Regions from separate parts of the Mus musculus genome. Here region 2 is linked to region 1. The links are chromatin contacts, called in public HiChIP or PLAC-seq maps. All regions are on one chromosome and are shown on one strand. The core of a region is the stretch at or near the end of the contact, and the rest is flanking DNA. Distances in the headings are between cores, read along the strand shown.

Region 1 (6,521 bases), core at 1,646-4,145:
ACAGTCAAGCCCAGACCCCTGTTCTGGTCAGTAACGCCTTACTCAGCCCATACAGAATGGACAACTGGCTTGGAGAGCAAGGACCCTTGCTAATCTTCTAAGACAGAACCCCCAATGCCTAGAAGTGATATCCCAGGCCATTGGGAATCCTCAGAATGCCCCTCTTGCCCAGCATCTGAGCTGTGTGGCCTGGGGCCTATTATACCATTTCTCTGAGCCCCCTTCCTACAGTCTAAGAACCAGGTTGTCCCTGGCCCTGGTCCCTGTACTTCTCAAGGACACTTGGTGAGCTGGGAAGGTTTCTGCTTGTGCCAGGGCTGTGATTAGCCTTATGCTGGCACAGGAATTCTGGGTCTGCCGAGGAGAGTCATGGCTGCGGGAAGGTCAGGTTCTGTCAAGCCAGCTGATGAATACCCTATTCACTTGTATGGTCTCTGCTTTGGATCTGTGCTGGTTCTCTGGGAAGATGAGCTGTGAGAGCCACCAGCTGTGGAGAATCCAAACCCATGTGGACCAAATGAAGGAGGTTACCATTGCTGATACAAACTGACATCCCCAAGGCCTGGGCTGGCCTCCCCTCTGTCAGCACAGGTCCCTGTCGGGAATAAGTACAGAGAAGCGGGGCTTTAGGAGACCCTAGCATGCACAAGTTGAGCTATGGCTCAGGCCCAGAGTTCAGAGTGTCACCAAAGCCTTCATGGAACCAACCCCACACCTTGGCTTGTCCCTATTGTCAACTTGTCACCTGGGAAGTTATTTGTGAAGACAGGCTGTAACAACACCTTCCCTGGGCTTGTCGCAAATTGATGTGCTTTCTATCCTGAGAATGGAACCTGGCACTTCCTGGGTATATGTTGGGGTGGGGGAGGACAGAGAACTATCAGTGATGGCACAGATAGGGAAACTGAGGCATGACACTAACCCCTAGGGGCTCTTGCTTTTCAGTTTGGGGTAATGAAGAGGGTGGCCTGTCCCTTGGCTCCCCACTGACCCTAGAGGAAGATATACCTTGGTAGCTTTATGTCCCACATAGCAGGGCCTGACTTAGTCACCACAGTAAACTGGGAGCTTGGGGACCCTTGCATCTGAACTGGCAGGGCCAGGGCCTTTGTTTCCCAGAGCAGGGCCCACTCCATTCAGCAGGCTAGACCACAGGTCTGTATAGCAAGGGGAGATAGATAAGTCAGATCTGTGCTGCTACTATCCTGTTGTAGCAGGAAAGATGAACTACCAGGCAGGATCTCTGTAGAAGCCACAGGCATGAGTATGCTGGTTAGAAAGTTACACTGAGCATACCATCAGCATTCCTTTGTGGCCTTATGGTCAGCAGGTAGATATCCAACTGGCTTCTGGGGTCCCCTTTCTGGCTACACAGGCTGTCAGAGAAAGTGGTATCCTCAGATGGAATCAGGGACCTGCCTCCCTGCTGGGACCAGAGTATCCACAGCCCCTCCCCTTCTTGCCTGGAGAACCTCAACAGCACCTGTCTATCTCATACCCAGCCCCTCCCACACTGGGATATTGGGGATAGCCTCCGCTTCTAAGGGCTCATAGGGCACAATCTTCAAACCCCATAGCCTCCTCATCTTGCATGCAACAGATCAATATCCTTAGTAATGTCTGCACCCTCCCTCCTCCTTCTTCCTTGGCACATAGCCCCAGGTCTGTGGAGAGAGGAAGATCCTAGATCCATCTTGGACCTGGGTGGGCCTTAGCTGTGAGGACTGGGAGCTGTCCTGCCTCACCTCCTTCAGGGCTAGCATGGTTGTCACAGCTGCAGTCAGAAGGGAGCAGGAGAGGAGAGAACAGAGAACTGGGCATCTTCGTTTAGTCCTGGTATAGGCAGCCAGGTCTTTGACCATTCTTTAGGGCCTGTGGATTGGGAAGCTTTCTGGATCCCCAGGTCAGTTCTCTAAGTCTGAGCTCCCAAGTCCCCAAGATGGCTGTGGCATCTGTAGCTTGCTCATTTCTGTGTACCTGACCCGGTCAGCCAGTTGCGTGTTCCCCCCACCCCCGGATAAGCGAAGTGAGGGAATGTGTGCCTCCTCCCACCCCCGACGACCCCAACCCCGACCACCCCCCCCCCCGAAGCATCAGTGGAGAGCTGATGCTCTACGTGGCTTCCCAAGTCTCTGGGCAGCCTGACTTTGGCAGCTCTGTTCCTACAGCACAGAGAAGCCAGGGCTGTGCTGTGATCTGCGTGGCTCCAGAAGAGACTGGGAAACAAACATGCAGTTAGCTGTCCAAAGTGGAAGGTCAATAGGCTTTATCTGGGTAGCTTTCACCTCAGAGTCTCTACCTTCCACCAGGAAGCCTTCCAGGGCTCCTCCAAGTACTTGTTCCAGCAAAGATCTCTCACTCTCTGTGGATAAACAAGGCAACAGGTGCCCCTACCCCCTCCATGAAAAGATCAGAAAGTCCCATGGAAAGTCCCCTGGTCCAGCATTTGTCTGAGGACAGAGCTGAGGCCTGATACAGCCTTATCCTTTCTTGGGGGAACAGGGACCTCTAGACCTCTTGAGCCCTGTTCTACATGCCCAGGGTTAGAACCCTTGAAGAGGAGGAAGGAAGAGACTGATGGTCCCTGGAAGGTGGGGACCACTCCCTGAAGGAAGTCTGGGGGAAGGAACAAAGGGACGTGTCACAGCTGGGGAGCCAGCTGGCTCTTGCCCCCTGGGGCTTTGCCTCCCCCTCAGCCTTCCCCAGGAGGATTCCAGAGAGAGCAGGGTGGAAGCCTTATGCCCCCAACTTCTAATTAAATGGCAGCGATTTTGACGTGGCAGGTGATCTTCTCGGGAAGCCTGGCTTTAAATTTAGCTTCCTCCCCAGCCAGCCCTTTGAAAAGGCTGCACTCCGCGGAGAGAGCATGAGTCATCGCCAGGCCGGCCCGCCTGCCGCTCGCTCGCCTGCCCGGTGAGCAGTTGCTTTTGCGGGGGAGCAGGCCTCCCGAAGGCAGAGATGTAGTAAATAAGGCCGGAGGATGAGGGTGGTGCTGGGGTGCAGAGCAGGGCTCCCCACTGCAGGTGCTGCCGTGATGGGGTGAGAGCAGCTGCTTGGTCAGCTGTGAAGGAACCCAGCCCACCTCCCAGCTCGACTCTGGGTGGGGGAGGGGCTCTACGCGTGACCCCGAGCTGCCTGCTTCACTTGGTCCTCCCTGCTCTGGCAGCCTGTCTCTCTCTCTGCATATGCAAGGGAGAAGGAAGCTGAGAAACACTCTCCTTCCCCCCTTGGCATTTCAGCCCCATTCCTGAGCTTGGGGTGGGTCCCTCGAGGGCTGGCAAGATTGCTCAGTGGGTAAAGGCCTTCCTGCCAAGCCAGACAGACCCGAGTTTATTCCCTGGGACCCATATAGTGAGTGGTAGGAGAGAACTGATTCCTGAAAGTTGTCTTCTGACCTCCACATGTCCACCATGGCATTCAGGTATGTGTGCACATAGACGTATGCACATACAAAATAAACAAGTAGAATGTCATTTAAAAGGGGGGAAAGGGAGGCTGGAGTGTGGCTCAATTAGAAGAGTGTGTGCCCAACATACATATTTAGATTCTGTCCCCACCAACACATAAACTGTGCATGGTGGTGCATGCCTATAATCCTAGCTCTTAGGGAATAGAGGCAGGAGGATCGGGAAAATTCAAGGTCATTTTCGGGAGTCTGAGCCAACCAGGGCTACTTAAGATCCTATCATAAGTAATAAGAAAGAAAGAAAGAAAGAAAGAAAGAAAGAAAGAAAGAAAGAAAGAAAGAAAGAAAGAAAGAGAGAGAAGGAGGGAGGGAGGGAGAGAGAGAGAGAGAGAGGGAGAGAGAGAGAGAGAGGAAATATCTTGGAGTGGCATTGAAGTTTAAGGTACTGAGATGGGAGTTAACAGGGATAGTTGGGGTGGCCCCTGGTACAGCAATACAGCTGCAGCAGTATAGCCACCACTGAAGGATACTGGGGTCAGCTGGACTGAAGCTGTAGCAAGGGCCGTCTCATTGAGCCCTCAGGGAAATATGGCCTCAGACACACCTTGATCCAGGGAAATATAACTTCAGAACTGTGGGGAGTGGAATAGGCTTCCTAGCGTGGTCATTGTTAAAACAACCACAGGGCACTGGGATGCAGTGGCAAGAAGAAGGGAAATGGAGTGGGGCTACACAAATGATAGGACCTCCTTCCCCCTAGAGGACAAGAAGGCATTGGCAGGACCAAGGACCCACTAAACCAGCACTTGCTTGTTGGCCTAATGATACGGTCTGCCATTGATCTTCTTGCTGGTCCTGGTGGTCATCCTACTTTACAAATGAGGAAACTGATGCTAAAGAATTTTGTACCTTAGAGGAGGGATACCTGGGCAATGGGATGCAAGCAGAATCGGGCCCTGTAATTGTGGAGAAAGTACATGTGTAGGGAGGTATGAGGGACCTTATGTGCCCATGCTGGCCTCAGTGTGGGTGGCACAGGCTGCCTGCAGAGGAAGTAGTCAAGGGAGGAGACAGGGGCTTGGGCTGTGTCCTGCGGAATTGGGCTGGCCAGAGGCAGGGCATCAGTGGTCACTAGCCACCATGTCCTCAGGTGCACACACTCATTACAACATGAGACTGCTTAGCATCAGTGTTGGAGGGATGGAGGGAACTCCTCCCAGAAGCCACCATACACAGATCCCTCTCGCCAAGACAGCCTTCCTCACGTGTGGGGATGCACACAGACACGCCATGCATGGAGGCCACGTGGGAATGCCAGGCAAAGTGAGACATCCATACATCCCATACACCCTTTGTGTCTGAATATCTGTTGATGCATCCCCCCAGATACCGTGATCTACACCATGACATTCATCCAATTCACACCACCCATGTACACACAGAAAACATGCTACCCACAGCCACAGCACACACACATACAAAGCAGGCTACATTCGGCTCCCTGCACACACCACACACACCATACACATGTCCCATGACACCTAACACATGCAAACACTCCAGACCATGCCATACAACACATATACAGATGAGACACACGCATAGCATATAACACAGACACAACACACACAACATCTACTGCACAATACCCATGCCTAACACACACGTATCAGATGTCACACAGGGTATCCCACACTACACCCCACTTCTCCCAGCCTGACCTGCTTCCTTGCTGTCCACACTAGAGTGTCTCTGGACTGGCCTTCACTGCAGAGATCTTGGGACCAGGGTCTCAATGGGAGCCAGAGAACCCAGCTCACCTAACCCTGCTCCTACCAAGACCTGAAGTTGCTTCGATTTGTGTGGTCCCCCACACTGACATGGCGTGAGACAGAGGACTCAGAGGAGCACCCTGTCTCTGTCTTTGACCTCAGCTGAAGTAGGGTCTTCCTCAACTTCCTCTTTGGAAGGTTTGCATCAGCAAGAAGGAACACAGAACTGCTTTGGTTTGTGTCCATGACCCTGAGTGCTGAGGAATCACACCACACACACACACACACACACACACACACACACACACACACACTTCTTGCCCTCCCCCAATTACCAAGCAGGCTCTGCCTACCCTCTGGCCCTCTCCAGAGCCTGGCCTTACCTATCTTGGCAGCTTTGGTGCCCTGGCCATTGGCTGAAGTAGTTCCCATGGGCATCCCCAGTCTCAGGTGGGCCCAGTAGGTTAGCCCAGGCTATGTCCATGAAGGGAACCAGAGCCTGGATGCTGTGATGTGGGAACCAGAACCCCTTACCTGCACAGGCTTGGGTGAGAGAAAACACTGGTTCTCCCCAGCTGGTGCCTCCCTGAGCCCCTTACCCTCGAAAGCAGCAAAGAGCCAGGCAGGTTCCAGCATCCCATGGGGTTCAAGAGCCTGCAGTGAAAGAGGAAGAAGTCTGTTCTGGCAGAATCCCTCCGTGTCAACGAGGCACCTGTGGAGGAGACAGAGATGCTTGGGCTTCAGTGTGAGCTTTGACTCTGCCTCTTGTCAGCTGTATGCCCCTGAGGTGCTTTCTCAACATCTCTGAGCCTGGTTGTCTGTCAGCAGAGTCCAAAGGAACCACTCAGTGCCATGGCAAGAAGTTAAGTTCAGAGTATCGAGTGCTCGGCTCCCTTTTCCTTGAGGTTCCATTGAGGTCTCAGAAGTCAAAGGTGACCCCAAAATGTGGGTGGCAGCAGTTGGGCCTGGAGGGGTGGCTCTTGGGGGAGGGGTCTGCTTTTCCGGATACTCAAGGGTATTCTCTATTCAGTGAAGAAGCTCCATCCTGACTGTCCCCTGGGAGGAATGCTGGGTTGCCACATGCTCCCACAGGACTTTCCGAGGTTGTCCAAGCAATGGGGAAATGTAGACCCACAAGTGTGAGGATGGAGTCAGGTACCCGCAGGTCAGCCATGAAATGGGGGTGAAGTCAGAACTAGGGGTGTGATGGGGAGAATGAGACATGGGGTGAAGGTTTAAACCCAGGTCTAGCAGGCTGGGAAAACGCAAACCAAGTCTGTCCCTGCCCTTGACTGCCTGCCTCAGGGGTGGCTAGCAGAATAGATCTCCCAGCCAGAGCTGGG
Region 2 (6,517 bases), core at 2,433-4,932, 220 kb before region 1:
CTCAGGCACACATTCTCATACACATAATCAAAATTTTAAAATAAAAAAGATCGGATACATGTACTAGGCCTTCCTCTTGAGTCTACCCACCCTGCCCCATCCTTGGTTCTTAGCACCCTAGCCTGAACTACAGATCCTTTCTGACCACTCTTTCTGACTGTTGCTTCTTGCCCTCACAAACAATAACTAGAGCTGGCCATGGCACACATTGCCCTCCTGAGTTCCCACTGTGCTGAAGAGCAAGCCCGAGGCCCCCAATCCTTGAGATGCCTTCAAAACCTGCGAGCCTCCCTGCTCTCCAGAACCCCTTTCAGTGGAGATCAAAGTTGAAGATCATCTCTCCTTTCTCTGATTGCCCCTGCCCTTGTTTAGACTTAATCTGGCTTTCCTGACATTGTCTATCAGAGCCAGGAGCAGGAACTTGTTCATATCTACCTTCCCTATGCTTGGCACACAGTCGCTACTCAATAGGAATGGCTAGATATATCTATCTCATGTTTTAGGTCAGATCGGTGAAAACCAAGATGCATAAACACGAGGCCACCATTTCTCTGCCACGGGTGTCGCTGCAGCAAAACCCTGGTCCCCTCAGAGAAGCCTGACCTTTTATTCAGCAGTTGGGCAGGACAAGGGGCAGAACTGACCCCTGGCTGCCCGTCTGGCAGGAGTGGCCAGATGGGAACAGAGAGGCAGTCTGAGTAACCAGAGGGAGGGAGAAGGCTGGTAGGGGAGGGGAGGCCACAGTGGGCAGGAGAGGAAGGAAGAAGTGAGCTGCAGGGGGCTCCTAGGGAAGGGGCTAGAAGCAGGACAAGCAATATCCAGAATGGGTGAGACTTAAAAGACATCTCTAGTGCCAAGTGTAGGGGTGCTGGCCTGAAATCTTGGTTGTTGGAAGGTTGAGACAGGAGGATTGCCCTGAGTTTGCAGCCAGCCCCATAGCGAATTATAGACTCTTAGGAGACAGTGTCTCAAAGAAAGGAAAGTAAAAAAAAAAAAAAAAAAAAAAGACAACATCTCCAGAGAGCAAAGAAACGAGCTGTCCCCGCCCCAGCACAGACGAACACTGGCTACACCCACAGCCCAAGGCAGAAGTGCGACAGAGACGCGGGGGTGCTGTGCCGCCGGGTGTTGGGGCTGGTGGTAGGCAGCTCGGGTGCTGCTAGGTGTGAGTGTTGGTGGTAGGCAGCAAAGGGCAGAGCTCCCTGGGCCCAGAAATCCAAGGTAGAGTCTAGGAGGAAACCAGGCTGTTAACTCCTCAGCAAAGACAAAGGAGGAGTTGGGCGGGGGCAAGACTAACTCCTATAAAAGTGTTCCTGTGGCCCGAAGTATCAGAAAATCCCAACAAACCAAAACACAACAGCCATTGTTTGGCAGAATTCCTGGACATCTTTTGGTACAGTTATGACCCCTGTAAGCAGGTACAGGGCCTTACATGCCTTGCTGGGTCCTCTGGGCACTGATAGGGACCTCTGGGCTTGGTGCCTGGATCAAGGATTCAACAGTTGTTTAGGAGTGGCCTTGAAGAGAATCACTTGTGCCTAAGATTATTGATTATTGATTAAGGACAAGGGAGATAAGCGGATTCATTCTTGAATCCCTCAAGCTGCCAGTGTCCCTACCTCAGAACCACAGTCTCCTTCCACAGGACCCAGGTTTCATCCCACCTCCACTTGGCAAGCTAGAAACAGGAACTTGAGACAGGCCACCAAGGGAGACTCAAAGAGCATCAGGACCATCCTTCTTAGAGTGAGCCCTAAGTGAGCAACCAGGATGGAGGCCCATCTGGTCTTGCTTGACCTGACCTCTAAGGGACTCAGTGAACACATCTGGAGGATGGGCATCTCAGAATTTGAGGGTCAATAAACATAGAAGCTGAAGCCCTTTGGGGGGGGGGAACCACACTCCCCCACAATCCTCTCTGACTCATGGGGTATGAAAGTACTGAGGGGCTGGGCCCAGGTGGTTCATTTTCAGGGCCCAGGACTCTCAACTCCTGACCCCTGATTTCTAGTCTAGGACAAGATCACAATGTGGTTTCACCCTCTCTTTCCCCATGTCAATCAAAGAGGACAGAGAACTTCTTTGAAGGAGTCAACTGAAGAAGGGATCCTTGTCTGGGGTAGGAAGGACAAGAGATAGGACAGGGAGGCAGGGCTTAAACACACTGCCTCATCTGGTGCTCCCAAGGCTGTGGTGCTCCCAAGGCTGTGGTGCTCCCAAGGCTGTGATGATCCCATGGTTGCAGTGCTCCCATGGTTGTGGTGCTCCCAAGGCTGCAGTGCTCCCTTGCAGAGGTGAGGGGGTCTCATGTCACAACAGAGAAACAGGGGTTCAGGGAGGCTAGGGCACATGCAAGAAGTCAGGGTGTGTATATGACAAGGCTGAAGCTGCAGCCTGGCCTGATGAGCAGAAGAGAAGCAGCCCCAGCTTCGACACTGTCACCTTCCAGCTCTGTCACTGTCACCTGCCACCCTCAATGCACCCTCCCTAGGATCTCCTTCTAAGGGTCATCCACTCCAAAAGGGGTCATTTTGCTCCCTGTTGGCAAGGCCTGGCAGTTCCCCAAAGCTGACTGGCATGATGTCTCTAGCAGCCTGTGGTACAGTTGGTGTGTAGGCTCCTTACCCTGGGGTCCCGGACACCCAGGAAAGGGCCAGTGAGAAGCTAAGGCATGTGCCTGGCTCTGTCTCTCTGGCCTGTGCCCCCGGGCTAGGCCTCATCCTTCCTTGGTGTGCAGAGGAGGGTGGAACAGGAGAATCACAAGGTCATGGGGTCACACCAGGAGCCTAGCAACTGCTCCTGTTATAGAGGACAGTGGGAGGGACACTGAAGGCGAGCTGCAGAAGCCAGGTGAGCCTGTCACCATAGGGCAAGACTAGGCTAAGACCTTGGAGGGCTCTTCTCCCTGCACAGCAAAGCCAGCTGACCAATCAGCATTCGGGGCAGGACAGGAGTCCATCAGTGTGAGAAGCAACACACTATGGTATCTGCCTTTTTAATTCATGCCACCTTCCCTCAGGTCTCCCTGACCCGGGACAGCCCCACCTGGCTAGACCTGGTCCCCCTGTTAAATGCTCCTCCTCTTCTCCCTCCTATGCTTCTGGCTGCTGTGGGATTCTGACCAGCAGAGATCCCTCATCTCCAACACCCTCACCTCATCCACATGACCCCCTACATGACCCCAAAAGACTCTCTCTCTCCAAAAGTTTCCCATCTGTGAAAGTCTTGGACATCAGTTTCCAAAAGTTCTTTGGAGAGAAGCAGGGGAGTTTTAGAACCCTGGAGCTGATCTCTCACTCAGTGCCTGGGAACAGTGAGGTTCTCTTTGGAGCTGAATCTTGGAGTGGCAGAGTTGGTATTTTGATTCCCTTAAGGAGACCCAGCACTGCCAAAGGCACCGCGACCTCAGCTCCTGTTTCATGTGGATCCCTATGGCGCTTGCCCCCCACTCTGCAGGTGAAGGCTCACACACCAGCAGCAGTGACCTGCAGGTTGCCAGCTTGCCTTCCTGCTCTGTCGTCTCCTCGAGGCACCTCCTTGCCAGTAGCTTTTCCTTAGAAGCATTCTTGGAAAGAGTGAATGAGTTAGGAATCAGCTCCTGCTAGTGCGACCCAAGAGGAGCCCAGACAGAGTACACACAGGCGTGGCAGGAGATCTGAATGGAGAGAGTTCATTTACTCTTCTGTTGTCTGAACCTTGCACCTAGCCCTGCCTGCCAGGTAGGAAGAGCTGTTCCCCGTTGAGGACCTAGATCCAACGTGGGCGATAGGAACAGAGAGAAACAACCCTTGGCCTGTGTCCCTTACTTCCTGGTTGAGGCCCAAAGAGCTAGCCAGGGCCTCTCAGAGGAGGGTGCTGCTATCGCGAGGAGTGTTCCCCCAAGCTTTCCTAATATCAGGTAGTAAGACTGGACTTCTACACCCAAGAAATTATCTGAGGAAAACTTTTCTGACCCCTGAGCTGGGGGAAGGGTCATGTCACATGGTGGAAAAGGGCGGGGACAAACCCCAGCAGTCAAAACTTTGCTCCTTCAAAATCTCCATGAAGGAGAGACTCCTTGGATGGTGAAATTTCCCAGTGGACCAAGATCAGGAAAAGCAGCAACATTTACCAGGTACCTGCTAAACCCAGCCCATGTTACTGAGGCCCAGCTGAGGTTCCAAATCTTAAGATCACAACAGGGTCACAGGCCGGTGAGAGGCAGCGCGAGGACTGACTCTGGAGTTCCTGTTGCCTGTTCGGTCTCCAGCTTCTCTAATATCAGGTAGCAAGACTGTAACCCATTTGAGGATAGATGGGCCTACCACTGTTGCCTGGGCATTGGGGGGGGGGGGGGGGGGGTGGGCTCTAGGGACCCTGGCTCTCTACTGCCCCCCAGAGCTTTTATAGAGAACAGCAGCATCTATGGGCTCTGGTCCCCTCTAAATGGGTCCCTGCCCTGCCTGTCTAATCCTCAGATCAGGTGCTTTGCTTTCTGAGAAAACTCCAAATTCCAAAAAAAATTCTCAGGACTCCAGGTAGGCAGGGTCCAGCCTCCATTCTTTGGGTCCTGCTTCCTCCTTCGAGCCCTCCAAGTCCTGTTCTCCATCCTTCTGGGCCCTCAGAATTCTGCCTGCTTCCCACCTAGAATTTTCCAGGCTCTGCCCTGCAAAACAACTTAATCACATGCATAATTAAATGGTCCTGGTCAAGGTACGGCCTGGTGATCTCTCTTTGGCTCCACCTCTCGATGGCTATGTTTTGGTTTTGGTTTGGTTCTGAGCATAGCCATTAATGTCCTTGCAACCGGCTCCTGAAAGCTAACTTTTGATGAAAAGTGCGCTGCCACCGCCGCACAGGCTCTCTCTGGTCCAACCAGGCCATTAAAGGCAAACTGAAAGCACAATGTGCCTCAATTCATCTTGCCTGTCTCCTTCAGTGCGGGTCACTTGCTTACTTCTGTGGGTAGACACGTCAGTCACTCAAGAGTTGTCTGTCTAAAAACTTTATCTGTTCCCCCAGCATCTTGCTTCAAGGCTAAAGGCACAAACAACAACTGAGGCAGATGGAGCCAACTTTTACAATGTCCTGTTCCCGACCCTGCAATGGCGAACTGCAGAGATTCAAAGGACAGGACACCCCGCCCCCCTACTAGGAAGGCCTCTTCTAGAGTGGACAGGCTACATGCTGGACTGGGAGTGTCTTACGGGAAGCAGATCAGTCCCCACATAGCAGGAATAATTGGGACCACCCTGCCAAACAGAACCTAGATGGGGGGGTCACCCAGGTTACACCTTCACCAGGATTGCTTAATTAGGTGTTTACATTGTTTTGCAGGGGAGCTAGAGATGGCTCAGTAGTTAAGAGCTCTTAATGCTCCTGTAGAAGGTAGTTCAGTCCCCAGCACCCACTTGGTGGGGGTGGGGTGGGGTGGGGTGGGTTGGGGGAGATGTGACTCACAACTGCCTGTAGTTCTAGGGGATGTAACCTTCTTTTGACCTCTGTGAGCTCCTCCAAACACACGCTCTTACACACATGAATAAAAGTAAGATACATCTTTAAAAAGGAAACATGGTCTCACAGTGAAGCCCAGGCTAGACTGGAACTCACTATGTAGCCCTGGCTAGGAGGCTTCAAACTTAATCCTTCTCCTGCCTCAAGTGGTATCAGGTGGGCCACAAGGCCTGGCATTTCTAACCCTGTGATTTCACTCCCAGTGTGGGAAAGCTGAGCTGGGGGTCTTTTTCCAGATCCTTCTACTCTTGTCTAGACTAGGCTTTCCCTTCTCCCCAGACCAGCTGGGCCTCCCTCGGAACCCCAGGAGAAAAGAACCCAGCCTGGGGTCAATGTGGGTGAGCCTTGTCCTTAGCTGAACATAACACTTTCTAATTTAAACATTTTTTATTACCTTGATTTTCTCTCTCTCTCTCTCTCTCTCTCTCTCTCTCTCTCTCTCTCTCTCTCTCTCTCTCTCTCTCTCTCTCGTGTCTGTGTGTGTGTGTGTGTGTGTGTGTGTACTCCTGTACCTTGCCACACATGTAGAAGTCAGAGGCCAGCTTATGGGTGTCCGTTCTCTCTTTCTACCATGTGGATTCCAGGAATCGAACCCAGGACATCACCTTTTCCCACAGAATCTCTTTCTTGGCCCTACCCCTTTACTGTTTATGGAATGGGGCATCACGGTTTTGAGAACTGCACAGGAATACATTGCAATCTGGTTTTTGACACCATCATTGCAGCTACCCTGCCCATTTCGGTCACTTCTGGCTCCAACTTGCCCAAATGTCAGGCTTCCTTCTGGCAGAAGCCCTCTGACTCCTTGACCTAATTCCACCCTCTTCATTCCTCCTCCCCCTTGGCTTGGTTAAGATCTTGGGCTGGCTGCCCTGGGGCTGGGATTCCTGGGTGCTGAGATGGGTTATAAATGGCCAGGGTCCACTCTGCTCCCTGTAGGGCAGGGCTACCTCATGCCAAGCCCCTTCTCCACTGGTCTCCACCGTCACATGACTCTTCTTTGTCCTCTTGGTCACTGGTCACA

What was found. HiChIP or PLAC-seq counts read pairs in DNA pulled down with a chosen protein or histone mark.
Region 2: a FOXA1 HiChIP or PLAC-seq map of pancreatic cancer cells shows a contact between it and region 1. The contact joins two enhancer-like sites. A contact is called at or near these places in 1 of 39 promoter capture datasets (hippocampal neurons), 1 of 115 datasets of contacts at active chromatin or transcription factors (pancreatic cancer cells) and 1 of 9 other capture datasets (pancreatic islet).

What each region holds. Positions count from the first base shown.
Region 1 is chr15:84,447,120-84,453,640 of GRCm38.p6, reverse strand. It overlaps Gm33830 (a long non-coding RNA gene), which reads right to left. Exons shown (of 3, transcript XR_384293.3): 2 at 5,778-5,890. It also overlaps a transcript of Shisal1 not described here. Among named protein-coding and RNA genes, the nearest start is that of Shisal1, 3.8 kb to the right of the region's middle. Within about 2 kb of position 2,895, at least 120 of the 459 cell types and tissues checked have an H3K27ac peak or open chromatin away from gene starts, as enhancers often do. A contact at or near this core is called in pancreatic cancer cells, where this site is marked.
Region 2 is chr15:84,672,721-84,679,237 of GRCm38.p6, reverse strand. It overlaps a transcript of Prr5 not described here. Among named protein-coding and RNA genes, the nearest start is that of Prr5, 5.0 kb to the left of the region's middle. Within about 2 kb of position 3,682, at least 23 of the 459 cell types and tissues checked have an H3K27ac peak or open chromatin away from gene starts, as enhancers often do. A contact at or near this core is called in pancreatic cancer cells, where this site is marked.